2 separate regions of the Drosophila melanogaster genome follow, and region 1 is linked to region 2. The links are chromatin contacts, called in public Hi-C maps. All regions are on one chromosome and are shown on one strand. Each heading gives the region's core, a stretch centred on a gene start, on an enhancer-like site or on the middle of the called end of the contact. The rest is flanking DNA. Distances are from core to core; before and after follow the strand shown. Region 1 holds the start of CG42271. Region 2 holds the start of jub (Ajuba LIM protein).

The links. A called contact is a pair of places that touch in the nucleus more often than the background predicts.
Region 1: a contact with region 2 is called in a Hi-C map of the Kc167 cell line, with 2.6 times the contacts expected there. The contact joins the promoter of CG42271 here to the promoter of jub in region 2. A contact is called at or near these places in 17 of 107 Hi-C or Micro-C datasets (the D17-c3 cell line, the Kc167 cell line, the OSC cell line and 6 more) and 2 of 6 datasets of contacts at active chromatin or transcription factors (both in the Kc167 cell line).

The regions. Positions count from the first base shown.
Region 1 is chrX:14,232,721-14,236,084 of dm6, reverse strand. CG42271 reads left to right here and starts at 2,019. Exons shown (of 9, transcript NM_206711.3): 1 at 2,019-2,313; 2 at 2,526-2,664; 3 at 2,822-2,980; 4 at 3,045-3,344. The coding sequence starts at 2,544. Fbxl4 (F box and leucine-rich-repeat gene 4) reads left to right here. Exons shown (of 10, transcript NM_132723.3): 4 at 1-252; 5 at 315-424; 6 at 477-641; 7 at 708-873; 8 at 935-1,126; 9 at 1,191-1,260; 10 at 1,323-1,672. The coding sequence ends at 1,388.
Region 2 is chrX:13,828,991-13,832,436 of dm6, reverse strand. jub (Ajuba LIM protein) reads left to right here and starts at 2,120. Exons shown (of 6, transcript NM_001298303.1): 1 at 2,120-3,446. The coding sequence starts at 2,427. AMPdeam (AMP deaminase) reads left to right here. Exons shown (of 9, transcript NM_001258730.2): 5 at 1-220; 6 at 281-735; 7 at 803-1,097; 8 at 1,159-1,269; 9 at 1,337-1,696.

The DNA.
Region 1 (3,364 bases), core at 770-3,269, 400 kb before region 2:
ATTCGAGATCCTATTGCGCATACTCAGCTACCTGGACCTGAAGTCGCTGTTCCGCGTGGGTCACGTGTCGCGCACCTTCTACGACATCTCCAGGCATCCGCTGCTCTATGCCGAGATCAGCCTGAAGCCCTACTGGGATGTGGCCAGCTCGGAGCTGTTGTGCACGTTGGCGCGTCGGGCCACCATGTTGCGCAAGTTGGATTTGTCCTGGTGCGGCGGCTTTGGCAATGTCTCGCCCACCGAGTTCAAGAAGTGGTTACATGCTAGCAAATCATACTGAGCTACTAGAACTAAAATTCGAACACTCGTTTCAGATTCCTGACCCAACGCGGCGATAATCTAACCCACCTGCGTCTGAACTCCTGCAAGTTTCTCAATGCCAGCTGCATTGAGAATGTGGGCATTGTCTGTGATAATCTGATAGGTGGGTTTTTCTCGCATCCTTATCGAAGGTTTAACTTAATATTTCGTCGCAGAGTTGAGCCTGCGCAACTGTGCCACTGAACCGCCGCTGTTGAACTTCTCCTGTCTGGCCAATCTCAAGAATCTGGAGCGTCTCGATCTCTTTCAAACGTACTTCGAAACGGAACTGCTGCTCAGCATGCTCGAGGGCAATCGCAAGCTAAAGCATCTGAATCTGGGTGAGCTTCTAGATAGCTTCAGTTTTGTTGCGTTTAACCAATTGCATTTGATGCCCATTGCTCAAGCATTTTGTGGTGTCTCGGTGAACATGGACAATGTGGCCGCCCATTTGGCCACGTACAATACGCAGCTGATCTCGCTGGATTTGTGGAAGGCGCACTTTCTGTCGTCCAGAGGATTGCAATCGCTGGCGCGTCTCCATCAGCTGGAGGAACTGGATCTGGGCTGGTGGTAGGTGTCATGCGCGATGGAATTGCATAATCCTTAAGTTAAACATGTTCTGTTCTTTTAGCATGAGGGAGGCATCGCTCGGAGATGGCCTGTTCCAGCTGCTGTCCAACTGTCCCAAGCTAAAGAAGCTCTTCTTGTCGGCGGTGCGCGGCACCACCGAACGCGATCTCATGCATATTGCCGCGCTGGGCAAGAATCTGGAGCAGCTTGACCTCATGGGCATTCTGAACATAACGCATGAGCGTGTTTATGAGTACGTCTCTCTTCCTTTTTAATCACTTTAAGATCATTAAGCATTCAATTCGATTCGATTTCAGCATTCTGGTCAACTGTCCCAAGCTGCAGTTGCTGGACTTGAGTTTCTGTGACAACATCATGGATCGGGATGTGAGTAGATGTTCGATGGAATTGCACCTTCTATTCCTTAGCTAATTCCATTTGTTACTCAGTTCGATTTGCTGGCGGAATGGTCGCGACAATTTAAAGTGGACATCAAGAGCAGTCGACGTCACTGAACCGGAAACGGAAATGGCGTAATTGAAACCGGAAATGGGACAATCCAGTCCTTGTAGCTACACTAATTATGCCTAGTACAATGCTAAGTGTACTTTTAGATCCCACATATTTGTATGTGACATTCTCCCTCTTCATTTATAGTAAAATGTTATATATATATATGCTGTTATGAATATGAAACATTTGATATTAAGCTGGGCGATTTTTTAATCACTTGAACTAATGCTAAGAATTAGAGAATTATAATACAAAAGTTGCGTATAAATGCACTTGTTTATTGATGAAAATTGGTTTGTTTTAATCTATATGGATATTTATTAATTTCATTTGCTTGCATTAACATTTTAAGCAAGAATTACAATTTCTTATTTTGATTATAAGTATACATCGATACTATCGGTAAATTCTGCCAACAGTGTGACCACACTCTTGCATTGCTCAGCGCTAATTTTCCAATTAGAATAATTTTTGTTATAAAGATGCCATCAAATATGAAATAAATAAATATATATATATTTAAATGAAATATTATATAGGTTGCATTACTAAATTTGCATTTCATCGTAACATTGGAAATCAAGAACTTCCATTCGATACTCACGACCGATTTTGCCACCTCCAGCTGTCATCTCCAACTTATTTTCCAATCAGAAACAGTAGCGCAGTGCGCTTATCAAAATTAGCTGTTAAATTCAATTAGTTGCTTGTATTAATTGCAATCGTGGGCAAGGGGATTCACTCGGAGCGACGGATGACCCAGCTCCTGGCCAGGAGTAGCCCGATTGTGAGTGCCAGCGGAGTGCGGGGCGTTTGGCAGCCAGCTGTGCAGCAGCAGCAGCAACAACAACAATAACAACAAAGTAACGAGGTCGCAGGACCAAAAAAAATAAAGGTGGAGAAGGAGGAGAGGGGGAGGAGCAGAAGGTATGTATGTGTGTGTGTGTGTGTGTACCCAGTTAGGGAGCCGCCTCCTCCACCGGCCACGCCCCCTAGCAGCACGTACACATCGTGTAATTGCCGTGAATTATTGATGTGGCCCGAGCATTCGACGCTTTGCGGGCGTGCCCGTCCATCTATGGAGTTGCTAAACGAGTGGTCCGGCCACCAATTGTGTGGCATTTGTGTATATCCATTAGATCCAGCGATAAGCAGCCATGCGCTTTAACAAGCCGGAACTGAACTCCCTGGCCAGCAATCCAGCAACGCGATTCGACAAGGAGGGCCTGCTCATCATCACCGATCGCCAGGAGGGCTTCCTGTGGCGCTCTAGCGAAGGTATTGATTGCACCACTACCATCTGATCACTCGCATCCATGCACATGCATTAGCAAACACACACACAACCGAACAAAACCAACCACCCACCCACCCACACACAACATCCAATCCTGTCCAGGCACTTGGCTTATGCACCTAATTCTACCGCCCACAGTCAGAGTTGAACGTTGGTGTAAACTGCGTGGAAATTTACTGTTCTACCTCAAGGATAAGGACCCCAAGTCAGCGGTGGCCGGCCTCCTGGTGCTGGAGAACTGTCGTGCGCGCATTCAGAATGAGGAGCGTGATTCCGAGGGCTACGTATTCGATTTAGGTAGGCAACAATGCACAATGATGCTATGCTATGATTACTACTACTAAATGCCTATGTGTTGCAGACTTCAAGGACAGCCCATCGGAACGTTTCATTACACGTTCGTCGGCCGAACGCCTGGCCTGGGTGCAGTGCATCGAGCACGCATCCAGCGAGAAGCTAAACGCGCTCATACGCCAGCTAAAGGAACAGATTGTTAGCCAGAGCCGCCAGCCCAGCAGCGGGGCGTCATCCTCCATGGGCAATCACATTGACCTCGGCATGCCGCTGGAGCAGCAAATGCAGGAGCAGCTACAGCTGCACGGCCAGCCGGCGGAGGAGTTGTCCGTGCCCGTGCCCACGGAGGTGGTGGCGCCGTTTGAAGGTGATCTTATACAGTTCTAA
Region 2 (3,446 bases), core at 871-3,370:
TGGCCAGCAAATGACACTGGCCCAGGTGTTCCAGTCGATGAACCTGACCACCTACGACCTGACCGTCGACATGTTGGACGTCCATGCCGATCGCAACACGTTCCATCGCTTCGACAAGTTTAACTCCAAGTACAATCCCATCGGGGAGTCGCGGCTCAGGGAAGTCTTCCTGAAGACGGACAACTATCTGAATGGCAAATACTTTGCACAGATCATAAAGGTGGTTATCAATTCACAACTGAATACGATTATAAACTAATTCTTCCGTTTTTCTTGCCAGGAAGTGGCCTTCGATCTGGAGGAGTCCAAGTACCAGAACGCCGAGCTGCGTCTCTCCATCTATGGCAAGTCGCCGGATGAGTGGTACAAACTGGCCAAGTGGGCCATCGACAATGATGTGTACAGCTCGAACATTCGCTGGCTGATCCAGATACCCCGTCTCTTCGACATCTTCAAGTCGAACAAGATGATGAAGTCATTCCAGGAGATCTTGAACAACATATTCCTGCCGCTCTTCGAGGCGACAGCCCGACCCAGTAAGCATCCCGAGTTGCATCGCTTTCTGCAGTACGTGATCGGATTCGATTCGGTGGACGATGAGTCCAAGCCGGAGAATCCGCTCTTCGACAACGATGTGCCACGTCCGGAGGAGTGGACCTACGAGGAGAATCCGCCCTATGCCTACTATATCTACTATATGTACGCCAACATGACGGTGCTGAACAAGTTTAGACAGTGCGTAGAAGTATATTGATATGTATATATATCATTGATTAACCCACTGTTACCTTTGATACATCAGATCTCGCAATATGAACACCTTTGTGCTGCGGCCCCATTGCGGCGAGGCTGGACCCGTGCAGCATCTGGTTTGCGGCTTCCTCATGGCCGAGAACATCTCCCACGGCCTCCTGTTGCGCAAAGTGCCCGTGCTGCAGTATCTGTATTATCTGACCCAGATTGGCATCGCCATGTCGCCGCTGTCGAACAACTCCCTGTTCCTCAACTATCATCGCAATCCGCTGCCAGAGTATTTGGCCCGTGGCCTCATCATTTCCCTCTCCACGGATGATCCCTTGCAATTCCACTTCACCAAGGTGGGCTAGACAATATATGCTTTAATATTCAGCATTAAATTAACCCATGTCCGCTTTTCAGGAACCCCTCATGGAGGAGTACAGCATTGCGGCACAGGTGTGGAAGCTCAGCTCATGCGACATGTGCGAGCTGGCCAGGAACAGTGTGATGATGAGCGGATTCCCACATGCCGTGAGTTCCAAGCATGCTTTCTGCTTTATGTTCGGACAAATGATTCCAATTCCGATTTCATCCACAGATCAAACAGCAGTGGCTGGGACCCATCTATTACGAGGACGGTATCATGGGCAACGACATCACGCGCACCAATGTGCCAGAGATCCGTGTGGCCTATCGCTATGAGACACTGCTGGACGAGCTGTCCAACATCTTCAAGGTGAACCAGACGTGCTCCATTGCAGACATGAACGCCACATAGTCTGGTCCATGCGGTACATCTGCTCCATCGCGTTGTTGTGGCTTCCTATGCTAACTTAATGCAAATTACGCAGATATATACGCTAGTTATATACATAATTTAAATGTTTCTGTACTAACCAAAATGTAAACGCGGCAGACCAAAACCTTTAAATATACAAAACTTGTACACGAAACTTCCATTCATTCAACTTTTATTTAAAAATAATCATAAGGTAAATAATATATAAATATAAATAATAATATATTTCGAGCTATGGGATCTAAAATTGTAGTTTTGGCTAACCTTTTGGGTTCAAAAGTAAAAATAGTGGATATAAGTTAAAAACTCAAGAAGAGTAATATTAAAATTTCAATGTTTGAAATTTAGACCTCAAATATTTCAAAATCCCGACTTTAAATGGATTAAAATTATTGCAAGCTAAAAAAATAACTAAGTGGAATTGTAATTAAATTTACAATTTTAAATAATAACGTTGCTAGATTAAAAAAAAAAAAACAATGTAATGCAATGCAATATGTATTTGATATTTTAGAGTGGCCCTTTTGAGCTGCAGTATATTTTGTGGTATATTCGCCTGCCTGCCGGACAGTATATTATAAACGTAACCCGCGGCGGTCACACTTAACTGTACGAATTTTTTGATATTCCAATGCAGGCGCACAAAGAAAATGCAGAAAAGCTGATAGAATAAAGGAAAAGCCGACTGACTGATTGCCAACTAGCCGAGCACAGTTAGCTAAGGTCTTTTCCGACCGGGAAAAGCGAGCCAATCGTTGATTTCGGGGCGGCGTCCCCCCCGCAGAGCGAGACAGCAAGTGTGGCGAGGGAGTAGGAGAGACGGAAGAAGAAGACGATAAGGAGGAGGAGCAGGATCTGGTGGATAAATATACATATATCAAAAGACAGAATGACCACCCAGCGGACGCAGACGCAGGCGAGGAATCCCGGCAACTCCGATTCCGACTATGAGACACTGATGCAGCGTCTTCACATCGGTGGGGGAGGTGGTGCTGGTGTTGGAGGAGGGGGCGGCAGTGGTGGCCCTGGAGACGGGGGCGTGGCCATGCGAAGCTACCAGCGCTCACCGGGCGCCATTGAGAACTACCTGCAGGAAAGTCAGCAGCAACAGCAGCAACATCAGATGCAGCAAATGCAGCAACTCCATCACAATCAGGACTATAAGCTGTACGAGCGCGGCAACATCATTGCCGCCTCCAAATACGCCACGCCCCGTCCGGTGGAGCAGATACAGCACACGCACAACGGAAGTGCACAAATCTATGCACCGACCGCACAGATTCTGGGCCAGCGGATTGCACCGCAGAAGCATTCGCCGGTATATGAGAACTTGGAGTTCTACGGTCAATTCGATTCAAACCACAAGAGGGCTCAGCCTCAAAGTCCCGGGAGCAGGCAGAGCGCCATATTGAACGGCTATCTGCTGATGCAGCCCATTCGGGCTGGGCGCTTTGCACACACGCCGGTGCCAGAGAATCAAGGATCTGCATCGTTGGGAACGACCAGAGCAGCAGGAGGACCACCACCACCATCGGGACGTTCTGCTGCTTTGGGTCCAACTGGCGATCTGGAGGAGCATGCTGCGCCCATATACGAGAACATCATTCCACACTCTGGCCAGCGGGCACAGCCACAGGCCTCGCCGGCCACCGCCACCATGTATCAGGAGATGCAGCCCACGTCCAACTCCTCAGGCAGTTCGTCCACCGCCGGTCTGGATCTCAATGCGCTGCTGGCCTCGCCCATGCACCAGCGAAGCATTAGCAGCAACACGGCCAGTTCTAGCTCCTTGGGATCGCCAACGCAACGATATAGGAATCTATCGTTACCTAGCCACCTAAGTCCCGTACCCACCGCGCAGTCGGTGGCCAAACTGCAGCAGCACACGCCCGTTAAGTCGCCCGGCGGC